Linked DNA regions of Ovis aries: region 2 is linked to region 1. Evidence: chromatin contacts called from public Hi-C data. All regions are on one chromosome and are shown on one strand. Each heading gives the region's core, a stretch centred on a gene start, on an enhancer-like site or on the middle of the called end of the contact. The rest is flanking DNA. Distances are from core to core; before and after follow the strand shown. Region 1 has its middle 75 kb from the start of LDB3. Region 2 overlaps BMPR1A (bone morphogenetic protein receptor type 1A).

What was found. Hi-C and Micro-C count contacts between places; a contact is called where the count stands out from the background.
Region 2: a Hi-C map of liver shows a contact between it and region 1, with 3 times the contacts expected there. The contact joins two enhancer-like sites. A contact is called at or near these places in 2 of 16 Hi-C or Micro-C datasets (liver and muscle).

Annotation. Positions count from the first base shown.
Region 1 is chr25:40,426,314-40,433,490 of ARS-UI_Ramb_v3.0, reverse strand. It overlaps a transcript of BMPR1A not described here. Among named protein-coding and RNA genes, the nearest start is that of LDB3, 75 kb to the right of the region's middle. Within about 2 kb of position 3,635, at least 1 of the 54 cell types and tissues checked has an H3K27ac peak or open chromatin away from gene starts, as enhancers often do. A contact at or near this core is called in liver, where this site is marked.
Region 2 is chr25:40,559,525-40,566,701 of ARS-UI_Ramb_v3.0, reverse strand. BMPR1A (bone morphogenetic protein receptor type 1A) reads right to left here. Exons shown (of 11, transcript NM_001280714.1): 5 at 7,040-7,139; 6 at 2,807-2,951. Among named protein-coding and RNA genes, the nearest start is that of BMPR1A, 16 kb to the right of the region's middle. Within about 2 kb of position 4,416, at least 14 of the 54 cell types and tissues checked have an H3K27ac peak or open chromatin away from gene starts, as enhancers often do. A contact at or near this core is called in liver, where this site is marked.

The DNA.
Region 1 (7,177 bases), core at 2,386-4,885:
GGGCCTCTCCTCCGCGCGGCCCTGCCGGCCCCTCCTCACCGAGACGCCGCATCGCCGCCTCGGCGGGGCCGGCCAGTCTCCGGAAGCCGGGTGGAGGAGACGCCGTGCGCGCGCCGCACAGTACTGAGTGCGGGGCAGCGGCGCAGATCCCGCCGCTGCGAGCTGCGCGCGGGCCCGGCCCCCCGCACTGCCAGTGCTCCGGGGTTCCTTGTGTGGCCCCCTCCCCGGACAAACTCTAAAGCTCTAACAAAAACTCGTGACACGTGAGGGCAGGTTAGCGCTTGCGGAGTAAGCCTGATCGCTGACAATTCACACGCCATGGCGGAGAACTGCCCGACCGTGGTGGTAGTCGTTGCGACAAAGAAACGTACAAAGCCACAGTCCAACTATTATTTACTATAGCTCCCCGGCCTCTCTTTCTGGGCTCTTTGCCAGCGTACAGAGGCGCAGGTAGGGGGGAGTTGAAGGGAAAGAAGCATTTTCGCGTCGATCCAGGAGCTGTGAGGCCTGGCCCGCCTGGGAGCCCTATGATGGAGCCCGTGAATACCAAAGGCATAAGTTGAGCAGCGGTGTTAACCCAAAAGAACTGAAGTCAGCGGACTATAAATATTGTTCCCGTCTCTGCTGTCGCTCACTCTAGTGACCTCAGATACCCTCCGAGTCTGATTCCCTCCATTTGGAGAGCATAAATAGTTGCCACTCCTTTTTTCTCCCCATTCTTTGGAAAATGCCATTTCAAGTATTCAGTGTCCTGTATGTGAAGAGTCTTGGTCTCTTTTTAAAAACCAAATGTGACCTTGATCTCTTGGGTAAGTCTTTCAACGAATGCATGGCATTAAATTATCTCTTTACAAAAGATACCTTTTTTTTTTTTAAGTTACCTTTATAAACAAAAAAAGAGACAAGGAAAAGAATGTGCCAAGCCCCGATATTTGTTTTCACACACATTCTCCCTTAAGAGATATTTAGATTCCAGACTATTCCCTTGTATTCTTGTTTAAATGACTAAAATCCCTTCCATTCTTGTTTAAAGTTTTTTTTTTTTTTTTGGTCCATCTTTCATTCCCTTCCCCGCCGGTCGCTTTTATCCACCTCTGCCCTTAATGCCTCAGATACGTTCTGTAATTCCAAATTATTTTTTCAATTCTACTTATTCTGTAATTTTTTTTCCTGAACTCTATACCTGTCTCAGGTTTGAGAGTCATGGATCTTGCTATGCAGGATGAATGTTTGATACATGAGTTTCCCTGGATCACCTAAAATTTGTCACTTTTTCAAGTTTACGACGTAGGACACCGCTTTGATGTCAAGGGATAGGGTGGACCTTTTGCTTGAGGAGATTCAGACTGATTAGCTAAAGAACTCATAGATGTAAGCTGAGCAATGTGTCACGGCAGATAAAAACTATGCTGAGTGTGTACTCTCTAGAGCCTAGTTCAATTTTCAGATATATGAATCAGTCTATAAAATAGACAACCTCAGGTTAGAAATTTAGTATTTCAAAATGAACAAATCCATGTTGCCTAGGTTGTGTTATATGCCACTGTAGAAATTACAGCAAAACTGAAGCATCAAATTTTAGGTCGTCATAGCTTTGCTTCTTGAGAAAAGGATCTCCTTTTCAAATTTTCAAGAATTTTACTTAATATCCTTTTGCTTTCCTTGGACAGAGCCCACCTGAGTGCCCAGGCTGAAATCCTTAGCTTTATCACAGCAGGCAACCTAGGTACTGACAACTGAGCAGGGCATGGTGTTTTCTTTGGTTCCTGGCATGTGTATGCATGCCAGCCTGTTTCTCCGGTTTTCCTGCCCACTTAAATGAACAAGAGCAGCCAGGAAGCCCAAAGAGACAACTGAACACGTATGGTCTGGCCCCCAAACTCAAAGGCAACACCTCAAGGTGCAAATTCAACATTCTCTACTGTGATAGTTTTCCTCTAAGTAGGTTAACAGAATGCTTTGGAAATGGATCTTTTTCCTCTGCATGGTCTGTTTGAGGTATAAGCCTCAAGAGTGGTAGTTGCATGCCCAAATCACACAGCATTAGTTTGGAATGCAAAATCACCCCTCTTCTGCAGTTCTCAGGTCCTCAAGATAGGTCTGATCACCTATCTTAACACCCCGAGACAGCCAATTTCGTTTTCTTTATACCACTTTTTACTGTATGAAATTACTTCATTTAGTTATTTGTTCATGGTCTGAGTCTCTCTGACCTACTAGAATATAAACTCCATGAGAGCAGAAACCTTGTCCATCTTGTTCTCAACTGTTTCTGCAGAGTCTAGTGCATAACTAGTGCTCAATATTTGTTAAATGAATGAGATAAAAGACGGAATTTCCTTTAAGCATTTCTGAACCTTGTCATCAAAATCCAGTTTGTTTATTTATTTAATCTTCTCTTTTCTTTTAGCCGCACTGTACAGTTTGCAGGATCCTAGTTCCCTGACCACAGATGGAATCTAGGCCCCTTGCAGTGCGGAGCCCTAACCACTGGGCTGCCAGGGAATCCTGGTATCCAGTTTTAGAGGGTGGCTTAGACTATGTTGAAAAGGTGAGGGCGAGTCAGGGAAGCTATGGGTTATACCATATTCAGTGAAATGGACATGTCTGCTTTCAGGGAAGGTGTTAGTTGAATTAGGTCTTCCCTGGTGGCTCAGACGGGACAGCGTCTGCCTACAATGCGGGAGACCTGGGTTCAATCCCTGGATCGGAAAGATCTCTTGGAGAAGGAAATGGCAACCCACTCCAGTATTCTTGCCTGGAAAATCCCATGGATGGAGGAGCCTGGTAGGCTACAGTTCATGGGGTCGCAAAGAGTCAGACACGACTGAGCGACAGACTAATCCAAGTTAATCCATCCAAAGTCACTTCCCTGCTATAAAGGCAGTCCTAAGTCATCATGGATATGGAAATAAATTAGAATTCAGTAAGGAGGGACTAGTGAAGGGATGTCCTTGGCAGAGTGATGCTTTAGTTGTTTTCAAACCCAATATTAAATGGATAAGAGTGCTATGAAGAGTAGAGGAAACAGCTACATTATTCGGCATAGACCCTACTACATCATTTTATTGGTTAATAATACCCTGGTTAACGTCATGGTTAAGAAGGACCAAGCCAAAACAGAAACTGTGTTTAAGAAAAAAGATAGTTATATATATATATATATATAATTGAGTGCACAAAATAAAGTTTAAAAATCTGAATTTGTGTTTTCCTTTGTATTGGTATAATATTTTACTTCCCATTTTATTTTTACTTGTATATAACTTGATTTTTCCCACTTCTATTTTCATTTCTCTTTTTTTCAAAGGACTTGTTTCCTATGATTAAAAGATGGTTCAGTGAAGCTCTTGCTACAAAGTAGTCACCACTCGGTCCTGCCTAGTCCACGGTCTCAACTGACCTCTCCCTACTGTCAGCACACCCTTTACCGTAGACCACAATCCTCTCCTGGCAGGAAGACTCTTCTCAAAGCTCCAGTCCCAAGCCCAGGACTCAGCCACCTGCTGCTTCTGCTACTTACACCAAGATGTCCAACCTTGGCCCCCGTCTAAGCACTGACTCACAGCCCTTTTCTCGCTCCTGAAGCCCGGGCCTTTTAACCTGTGTGGAACTCGGTTTTCTCTGCCTGTGGTCTGGACTCTGCTCTCTGGAGTCTGCCCCAGCCCTACAACACAGACTCTGTTGTGTACCGATTGATACCCCTAGTGGTAACACTTGTTTGCCTTCAGCTTTATTTTCTAGAATTTCCCTGTCCATGTTCTATCCATCTGTCAGGCCTCCTTCCCCGCATTGCCTCAAGTTGAACAGCTGCCTGCTGTTCTCCTGGACTACCCCCTGTTGATTGCTCACGGTTCTCCAGCTAGCAGGTACTACCTAGAGGGCCTGAGGTCCTCCCACCCAACACCTAGACCTGGGGCCTCCCCACCCCAGCTCCACTCAGCCCACCGTCAATCTGTCCTTCCCTATCCTGTAGCGATTCACCTTGCTGCCTTTCTCTGTCCTGAGAGCAGTGGGTTTATAACCAATTACACTTTATTTTTTGACCAGATATACACAAGTTCAGTTCAGTTCAGTCGCTCAGTCGTGTCCAACTCACGCCAGGCCTCCCTGTCCATCACCAACTCCCGGAATATATATTAGTATATATATATATGTATATAGTTGCTTTTGTTTTTGCCTGGTTAAAAATAAAATGTACTAGGTGCTTGCATACATATATATATGTATATACTTGTATCTGCATACATATATATATATTTATATATATTGTTAATATGTACATGTATAAACCATATCCAGTTCTACTTACCACTCCTAAACACTGATTCTACTCAAGAATTTTGTTGGCACTAGTAGTCCAGAAATCCTAGCATCTGGAGCTGAGTATGGTTAACTTGTGAATGACCATTCAAAGAAAGACAAGGTGTCATGATAAAGATTCAAGCTGAGATAACTGGGGAGATAATAATTTTGGATCAGGAATGCTGTGTTATTAACAGCCATACTATATTAACTATATGTACGTGCTCGACATGGTTATCTAAATATATAGGTGTAGTGTGGTACCTCCAGTGTGCATAGACACACTAGTTTATCTACCACACATTTTGGGGTACCTAACCCTGTGCTAGATAGAAAGTTCTAGAGGACAAGAACTGTCTTTTTCTTACTCCATCATATCCTTAGGATCTAGCCTGCTGCCAGGCATACGAGTATGTGTTCAATATTTACTGAATAAATAAATGTACTATAATGCCCAGCACATTCCTTCCCCTAAAAGCTTAAAATCTCATAAAAGTAAGTTGTGCACATAATTCTTTACTTGATGTTTCTTTCCGAGTCAAGATTTATTGTCCTTAAGACAGTTGCTAACTCATTTTGTTCTCTACTGATAGACAGCCCTCACTCATTTCTTATATTTTTGTTAACAAAAGCAGGGTTGACTTTTTGGGTTTTGTTTTTAGTATTTTTGAGGCTTAATTTTAAAGCACTTACCTTGATAGAATGAGAGTCTAAGAAATCCTGTAATGACAGCACAGAAGTATCACCGACTATAACTTTTTCTTTTTTTGGCCATGCTGCATGGCTTCCAAAATCTCCAACCAGGGATCAAACCTGGGACTGTGGTAGTAAAAGCCCAGAATCCTAACCACTAGACTAGCAGGGAACTCCCTATCACTGGCTTTAAATTTAACATCTCTTCAACAAATAATGCTTAAGTTTTGGAGTTCTGTGTGCTCTTTAAACGGAGAAGGCAATGGCACCCCACTCCAGTACTCCTGCCTGGAAAATCCCATGGACAGAGGAGCCTGGTGGGCTGCAGTCCGTGGGGTTGCTAAGAGTCGGACACGACTGAGCGACTTCACTCTGACTTTTCACTTTCAGGCCTTGGAGAAAGAAATGGCAACCCACTCCGGTGTTCTTGCCTGGAGAATCCCAGAGATGGGGGAGCCTGGTGGGCTGCTGTCTATGGAGTCTCACAGAGTCGGACACGACTGAAGTGACTTAGCAGCAGCAGCAATGCTCTTTAAAAAAAGAACTTCCTCCATTCCCTCATGGGGGAATAAAATCAATTATCCAATCAGTAATCAATAGCTGTCACTGTTTCTTTTAAAATGTAGGTTTTACATTTGGTTTGTTACCCACTTTAAAATCTGTCTTCCTCATTGTATGCCTGAATTACACCAGCTACACTAGTTGGTCATTCCCTCTTTCAACTGATCTTGCTCAGTTTTTCCAGGTTTCGCTTAATGAGACGCCACACGCATCACAATCTGAGCACCACTACTGTATGAAAGTATTCTGCTAGAGTGGGGTCTCCACGTCCCACAGAATGAGCCACATTCATTTCTCCTTTTCCTGCCATTCTCCTGCCTCCCGTGCCCACATACCACCTCCTGTAGGAACTCATCTTTGACGGCTCCACCCTAAACCCCTTAGGCTTTTCTCTCTGTGGTCTACATCACTGACTTTTTTTGGACACTTTAGCTATTCCTGTGTCTTTCTCCAAAATATTATTTCATACTTTTATTCACTTACATACGAATAGGGGTTTTCTAGCCTCCCAGGCTGGGGGAGGACAACATAGAAGATATCAAAATACTCAAGGTATCAAAATAGTAGTCTTAGGCAGGAACCTACCAATGCTGCTGCTGTTCGATCGCTCAGTCATGTCCGACTCTTCGCAGCTCCATGGACTGTAGCCCACCAGGCTCCTCTGTCCATGGGATTTCCCAGGCAAGGATACTGGAGTGGGTTGCCATTTCCCTTCTCCAGGGGATCTTCCCCACCCAGGGACAGAACCTGTGTCTCCTGCTTGGCAGGCAGATCCCATTGTAATAGTTAAGATTCTTGCCCCTGTTTCCAAGAGGCAATGGGGAGGGTGGTGGGGGGCGGTGCCACAAACTTCTCAATGCGCCTGCCGCGCTGCTCTATCCCTCAGGGTCAAAGAGAGTACTCCTGTCCCTTTTTCCCTTCTACCCTCTCCTGCCCCTGTTTCTAGCACAATTGCTGTAGTCACTGCACTCAGCGCCTCGGGCAGCTACATTGCAGGATTCCAAGAGGTGCCATCCTGCTTTTTGTGAAAGATGCTGCCGAGAGTGGCGCAGTACACAACCGGCTCCCGGCCCACGGAACACCATGAAAGAGCCATTCCAATTGCATGCCGGGAGCCAAGCCCCTGGCTTGCTTAAAGAACCAACTGGTTTTTACTATTAACATTATATAGACCTCTACACAACATTATATATCTCACGCTGCTGCTGCTGCTGCTGCTACTAAGTCGCTTCAGTCGTGTCCGACTCTGTGCGACCCCATAGACGGCAGCCCACCAGGCTCCCCCATCCCTGGGATTCTCCAGGCAAGAACACTGGAGTGGGTTGCCACTTCCTTCTCCAGTGCATGAAAGTGAAAAGTGAAAGTGAAGCCGCTCAGTCCTGTCCGACTCTTAGCGACCCCGTGGACCGCAGCCTACCAGGCTCCTCCCTCCATGGAATTTTCCAGGCAAGAGTACTGGAGTGGGTTGCCATTGCCTTCTCCGTATATATCTCATAGATACATTATATTTTACTATATAACATTACATACCTTTCAGGGCGTTTGGGGGAAATGAAAGTGGCCAGATGTGTATCTGTCAGAATTAAATCAATTAGAATCCCATATAGGATGTGTAATT
Region 2 (7,177 bases), core at 3,167-5,666, 130 kb before region 1:
CCCCTACAGTTCTGAATACGACATAAACGGAAACACACAGTAAGGAGCCTCTGTGTCCAGCTTCTTTCATTCGGCATAAAATACTCTGAAATGTGCTTCGCTGCGGTTACACGTATCAGCAGTCTGTTCCTTTGACTGACAAGCAGTAGTCCACGCTAAGAATGTACCAATTTATTCATTTACCACCTGCTGGATTTTGGGGTTGTTTACAATTTTTTTTAATTGAGAATATCTACTTGTTTATTTATCAGGCCACATGGCATGTGGAATGTTCCCTGACCCGGGACCGAATCCGTGCCTCTCCCCAACGCCTGCCTTCCTGGCGGTGGAAGCAAGGGGTCTCAACCACTGGACGGCCAGGGAAGTCCCCAGGCTGTTTACAACTTACTAGAAATAAAGCTGCTGTGAACTTTCACAGTCTTCTTCTGGAACATGTCTGCATATCTTTTCTTTTTTAAATTTATTTGTTTGGCTGTGTTGTGTCTTAGCTGTGGCAGGCAGGATCCTGACTGCTGTGCACAGGCTCAGTGGTTGCAGCTCGTGAGCTTAGCTGCCCCTCAGCATACGGGATCTCAGATAGCCAACCAGGGATTGAACCCATGTCCCCTGCATTGCAAGGCAGATTCTCAGCTACTGGAGCACCAGGGAAGTCCCTGCGTATCTTTTCTATAAACATTTAGCAGAGGGACTGCTTCATTGTATTAAAAGTCAACTATCAACCTGTTTCCCAAAGTAGCTGTATTTTACCTATCAATCAGCATTGCATGAGATTTCCAGGCGATCTATCTTCTTTTCCACACTTAATGCTCTCAGTTTTCATCAAACTAGTAAATGTGCAGTAGTATCTCACTGTGTTTAATCTGCATTTCCCTGATGACGCTGACCATCTTTTCATGTGCCGTTCATATCTGCCATCCTTATATTTTCTTTGGGCAAGCGACTGTTCAAATCTTTTGCCCACTTAAAAGACTGGGTTTTTTGACTCATTACTGAGTTGTAAAAATTCTTCATATATTCTGCAATACAAATTCTTTACCGAAACTCTTCTGCCAGTTTGTGACTTTATTTTTTCATCTTCTTAATAGTATCTTCTGAATAGGAAAAGTTTTAAATTTTAAGAAAGACCAATTTATCATTTTTTAAAATGACTTTTCCTTTTGTGTCCTAAGAAATCTTCACTCAAAGTTATAATAATTTCCTAAAACACTTTCTTTTAAAGGTTTTGTACTTTTATATTTAGGTCTATGATCCATTTCAAGGTGATTCTGTATTGCATATGGAGTGAGGTAAGGGTCAAGATTCACGTCTTGGCAAATGGATACCCAAGTTTTCCTGCGCCATTTGCTGAATAGACACTCTTCCTCACTGAATTACTGTGGCATCCAAATCAATTGACCACATATGTGTACGTTCATTTTCAGACTCTATTCTGTCCCACTGACATACACATTTATCCCGATGCCAGGATTAAACACTGTTGACTACTGTAGTTCCACAATGAGCCCAGAAATCAGGTAGTGAATCCTCTTTACTCTTTTTCAAAACTGTTTTGGCTCTTCTAGGTCCTCTGCATTTCCAAATAGTCTTTAGAATAAACTCATCAATTCCTATAAAAGTTTGCTCTGATTCTGATTTGAATTGAAACGGTAAATCAATTTTAGGCTAACTGAAATCTCTAATATTGAGTCTTCTGAAACAAAAACAGGATATATATCCATCTCCTTCCGAATGGTTTTGTTAAACTCTTTTGGCGAGGTTTTCTAATTATAAGTGTACAGGTCATACATAAATGCTGTCACGCATATTCCAAATATTTCAAGTTTTTAATGCTATTTAAAATGATACTGCTTTTAAATCCCTGTTTGTCGACAGTGTATATAAATTCAACGCTTTTTGTACAAAGACCTTGTTATGCAATCTTGATAAACTCACTTATTGGTTGCTGTCATTTCACATTATCATTCTTAACACTTTCTATGTAGACAATCATGCTGTTCACATATGAAGACAGTTTTACTTTTACTTTTCCAATTTAATGACAGAATTACCTAATTCAATGAATTTTAAAATGAGACATCAATGACTTAAACACATCCAAGTAAACAAAGCATTTAAAATCTGAGTATCTAGTGTTTATTCTAAGTATCCCCTTCATCCTTAAGTCTAAATCTTTCTATACATATAACTCCCTGAGAATTACCTACATCTCCCTTTAACGTTATTTTTATGAACTGTATTTCCATAACATAGTTTCGTACTGAAGTATAAGAAGTATAGTTCTTCTTATGAAGATGATCTGTGGGAGTAACTTCTCTTTGATTTCAGAATCTGAAATAGTTATATTTCTCCCAATCGATCATTTAACCTTAGAGAGGCAAAGAATTTTATACCTGATTCCTCAAGATGGCTGTTAAAAATGCGTGAGCTGATGCTAACACTTACACAGCACTTCATGACCACACTTTCTCTCTTGACCTTGCTTGCGGCTCTGCCTTACCTGCCTATCTTTTCTTATTTCATATTTCTTATTTAAACTGATTTAATCTTCTAGCCATCTCCCTTGTGACTCAGCTGGTAAAGAATTTGCCTGTAATGCGGGAGAGCTGGGTTCGATCCCTGGGTTGGGAAGATCCCCCGGAGAGAGGAAAGGCTACCCACCCCAGTATTCTGGCCTGGAGAATTCCATGGACTCTGTAGTCCATGGGGTCACAAAGAGTCGGACACAACTGAGCGACTTTCACCCCACCATATGACAATACATTCTGCATCAGTACACCGTTCATGCTCACATGACATTCCAGCTTACCAATAAGGGTAGTCCAGATCCACTACCAGAACTCTGTGACTGGTCAATAAGGTCTTTTAATGATTCTCCAACTGGAATAAATGCTTCATCTTGTTCCAGATCACGATTGTAACGGCGTCTGCTTGAGATGCTCTTGCAATAATGTCTTTTATTTTAAAAGAGCAGAAGATAACTATATTAAAATTCTAAAACAATAAAATTCTAAGGTAAGAAAAATCTCGAGACTGTTGACATTATCATCATTCCTTCATCACATGGGTTCATAACCAAATTAGTCTTATCATAGAATAATATATTCTCTGTTAAAATAATGTCCAAAGATGGAGTTTCTGAAATAGAGAGCTATTTACTACCTTAAAATGGAAAGATGTCCATGGTACGTTGGCAAGTGAAAAAAACCGATTAAAAACCAGCATGTAAAGTCTCACCCTCACTATAAACAGTTTAGAATTATATGCATCTATACTTCTCTGAAAGGATCAGAAAGGATATATAGCAGTTGTAAATAATAGTTATTGCTGGGGATGTAAGAATATCCATTCTTTGCTTTACATATGTTTTTTCATTTGAATTCATAAACGTAGTTTTACATCATAATGAACAATAAATATACTACCATTTTTAAAAAGGGAAAAGGAGTTTACGGAAGAGAAGTCAAACAAGTTCATTCTGATATTTTTAAAGGTTTTTGAAAAAAACTTTAAATTATGAGATGTTTCAAACATTTAAACAGTAGAGATTAATTTAATTAGCACCCATGTGTAAACCATTTAAATTTAATAAATATTAAGCTATAATTTTTTGATATATTTTAAATAAACATTAAAATATTTGAAATTTCCCTCATAATTTCATTTTCTTCTTTTAATCCTAAGAGACAAACACTGTCTTGAAGGTGGCTATAGCCTTCCTATTTATGTATTTATACCTTTACCATAAAAAGTATATATTCACACACAAATTTTTTTCTCTGGATACTAATTTCTATAAATGGCATATGTTGTATTAATATTTTACATCTTGTATAAGAAATTTCTTATGTATTACCTATTTATCCATGTTGATACATGTTAAAAAAAAAAACAGCTCATTTCTATTGATGTTCAGTGTGTCAGGCACTGTTCTGTGACTTACTTCAACTTTATTAAACTCCTAAGAGATAAGTTGTAGTGTTTCCTTTTTACAAAAGAGGAAACCATAGGCCCAGGGCTCACCATTTGCCCCAAGTCAGACAGCTGACTAATTATTCTCCAATGCTGAGGCAAGACCCTTCTGAGTGCTATAAACAGAGCCCCGTGAATTGTGAGGTTTTCAGGTCACATAGCTGGTGGGAAGAGACACTGTTCACGGCCTTGTGTGAGCACTGAATATCGATCCTTTGACCTTTTCAGGCAGTCTTTCTCAGCCTTGGGGGTTTGCTCACTTGAAATCACTGACTAAGATCAGCTGAATATTCTATGGGGCCATTCTGAAGACGTCCACAGAGTTCTTCCTCTATGAAAACTCTCTCCTTTCCAGCACTCTGCACCTATGAACCATAGCTGCTGCTCTCTCCTCAGACTCTCAGCTGTATCTCCTCGACTCAGAGTGCCTGCTGGGTTCTGCGTGAGTCATTCCTGTGTCCCGCAGTCAGGAACTCTTCTCAGGGAGTAAGCTGGGCAATAGCAAGACTCACCTCATCTGCTTCCTGTTTCTCAGGGGTCAGTGTCCTTCACGGCCTGACCGGCAGCTCTTAATACGTGAATGGGGCTTACTGATTACAGGTTTCACTCTGATAATCTGCTGGGGCCATTTCACTGGGCTTACTGGAGGCAGAATATTTAGGTCTTTTTTTCTTGGGCCAGATGGTTGTTCCCTAAGAATAATCTTCTTATACATTATCTAGAGGGAACAAGCTTGGCTAGCACGGTTCTGGACGGCTGAGGGGCCCACAAATTAGTATGTAAATATTCACTTTACCTCCTTATTTTCACTATACCATTTATCTCACCCTCAGTAACGGGACACCATAGATGGGAACATTTTTGCTCTTTCCCCGAGACAACACTTCTAGCCTTTTGCTCAGGATCAAAGTCACATGATCATTCAGAATAAGAACAGGGATCTCAACATCAGTGGTTATCTGGCAACCAAAATGGCCCACAAAATTTCTCACCTCCTGGTACACCTGTCCTTGTTTAATTCCCTTCCAGAAAGCACCAGGGCTGACCTGGGTGACCAGTAAGATATGGATGGCAGAAGAGATGGTGTGACTTCTGAGTCTAGATCACATACAGCGCCCATCTTTCACCTTGGTCTCTGGACCATTCACTCTGCACGGGAAGCCAGGCTTCCTGCTGTGAGTAAGCTCATGCAGGCCGCTCCGTAGAGAGGTTCATATCGGAGGGACTAAGATCTCCCTGGAAGTGAGCCCTGGAAGTGAGCTGCCTTGGAAGAGGATCTACCAGTTCCAGCCAAGCTTCCAGGTGAGTCCAGCATCTGCTGACATCTTCCTGAAGGTCACGAAAGATCCCGAGCTGCCCAGGCAGGTCACTCCTGAAGTCCTGACCCACAGAAATGGTGAGCGGTAATAGCCACTGTTTCAGATCACTAAATCTGGGAGTGATTTCTTAACACAGGATTGCACAACCAACACAGCACCTGACCTTCTAAAAACAGACTTTCAGGCCACCCTCTCAGTTTCCCTGCCACCCTCGGCTTAACTTCCAGAGGTGGCTAGTACTGCCAATTCGTGAACTTCTTGGGGGAATTTTGTAGTACAAATCGGTTGCTGTTTGTCTTTCTCAATTTCTAGCCTGGGATTCAGATTTTCTAGGTCTATACTCATCCATAAGTTTCCCAGATTCCACAGCTTTTTGCTGTCATCTTGTCTCCCTGTTCTGGCTGAACAAAACATTTTAAAACTCTTTATTGCCATTTTAGTGGAAGCAACAAAAGTAGAAAAGGATGCTCTATCTAAAAGACCTACTATCAAACATGTGAATCTCTGCCAGTATAACAGGTAAAAAATAAAACCTCAGTATGATTTTAACATATTTTTCATATTTTGAGTATTCTTGAGTCATCTTTTTCTTTTAAGAGCCATATGTATTTCTATTTAAACAAACCATAAGTTCATTTTTTGGTAATTACTGAATTGATTTTTTTTATTTTCGATTTATAGAAGCTCTTTATATTTAAGAAATTAGCTCTTTGTAATATAAGCAGGGGATATTTTTCACTGTTAGACTGTCTTCTGACTATTTATAGTGGTTTCTACCACATAGTAAAGTTTTATTTTTATGTAGTTGACACCATCAATCTTTCCTTTTTTAATTTTAAGGTGTTTTGTGGTTTTTTTTGGCTAGTAAGTTTTGTGTCAGATTCAGATTATTTTTAAAAACTATTCCAAGGTTTGTTCTAGTATTTAAGCATTTCACTTTATATATGTAAATATATATGTATATATACATGAATTATATATCTACATGGCTAAATCTGGCTAAAACTTATTTCAATGTACAAAACTGACTCAGCTTCATTTTTCTCCATTTTTCTCAGCTGCTGCTGAGTCACTTCAGTCGTGTCCGACTCTGTGCGACCCCATAGATGGCAGCCCACCAGGCTCCCCCATCCCTGGGATTCTCCAGGCAAGAGTACTGGAGAGGGGTGCCATTGCTATCTACTCCCAAATCCATTTACTGAATAAGCCAACTTTTCCTCAGTAATCTGAAAAGTTACCTTTATCACATACTAACTTCTACTTACAGGTCTAGTAACCAGTTCCACTGATCTCTCGGTTTATTCATCTATCAGTCAGATAATGTTTTACTATGACGTCTATGCCCTCCTCTAATCACTTTTCCCTTCTGGCAACTGTCTTCTGAAATCATGACTAAATGCAAATAACTCTGAACCACCAAATAACTAAAGAATGGTAATATATAAAATTGATTTCCTGGGATAGGTTTTAAACATTCAGATATAAGAAAGTTCAGTATTCTATAAATAAGGAAATCGTAAGTATTCATGAACATAACAAGAAGTACAGTGTTGTATCCAATTAACTGACTGATAGCTCTGTTCACTCAAGAAAATTATAACACCATTAATTAAAGGAAATATAACCAGAGAATACAAATTCATGGTTTCTAAAATACACTCAGTGTCAATGGTTTCTGCCTACTGGCCTTAAGAGCAACTGTTTATATCTACTATTCAACAAAATACTTTGCATCAAAATAATTATCTTACTTGTAACAAAAGCAGCTGGAGAAAATGATCATAGCAATTATGCAGACAGCCATAGCAATGAGCAAAGCCAGCCATCGAATGCTGCCATCAAAAAACGGACCTGACAATGGGAATAAACAGTAAAACAGACATATTATC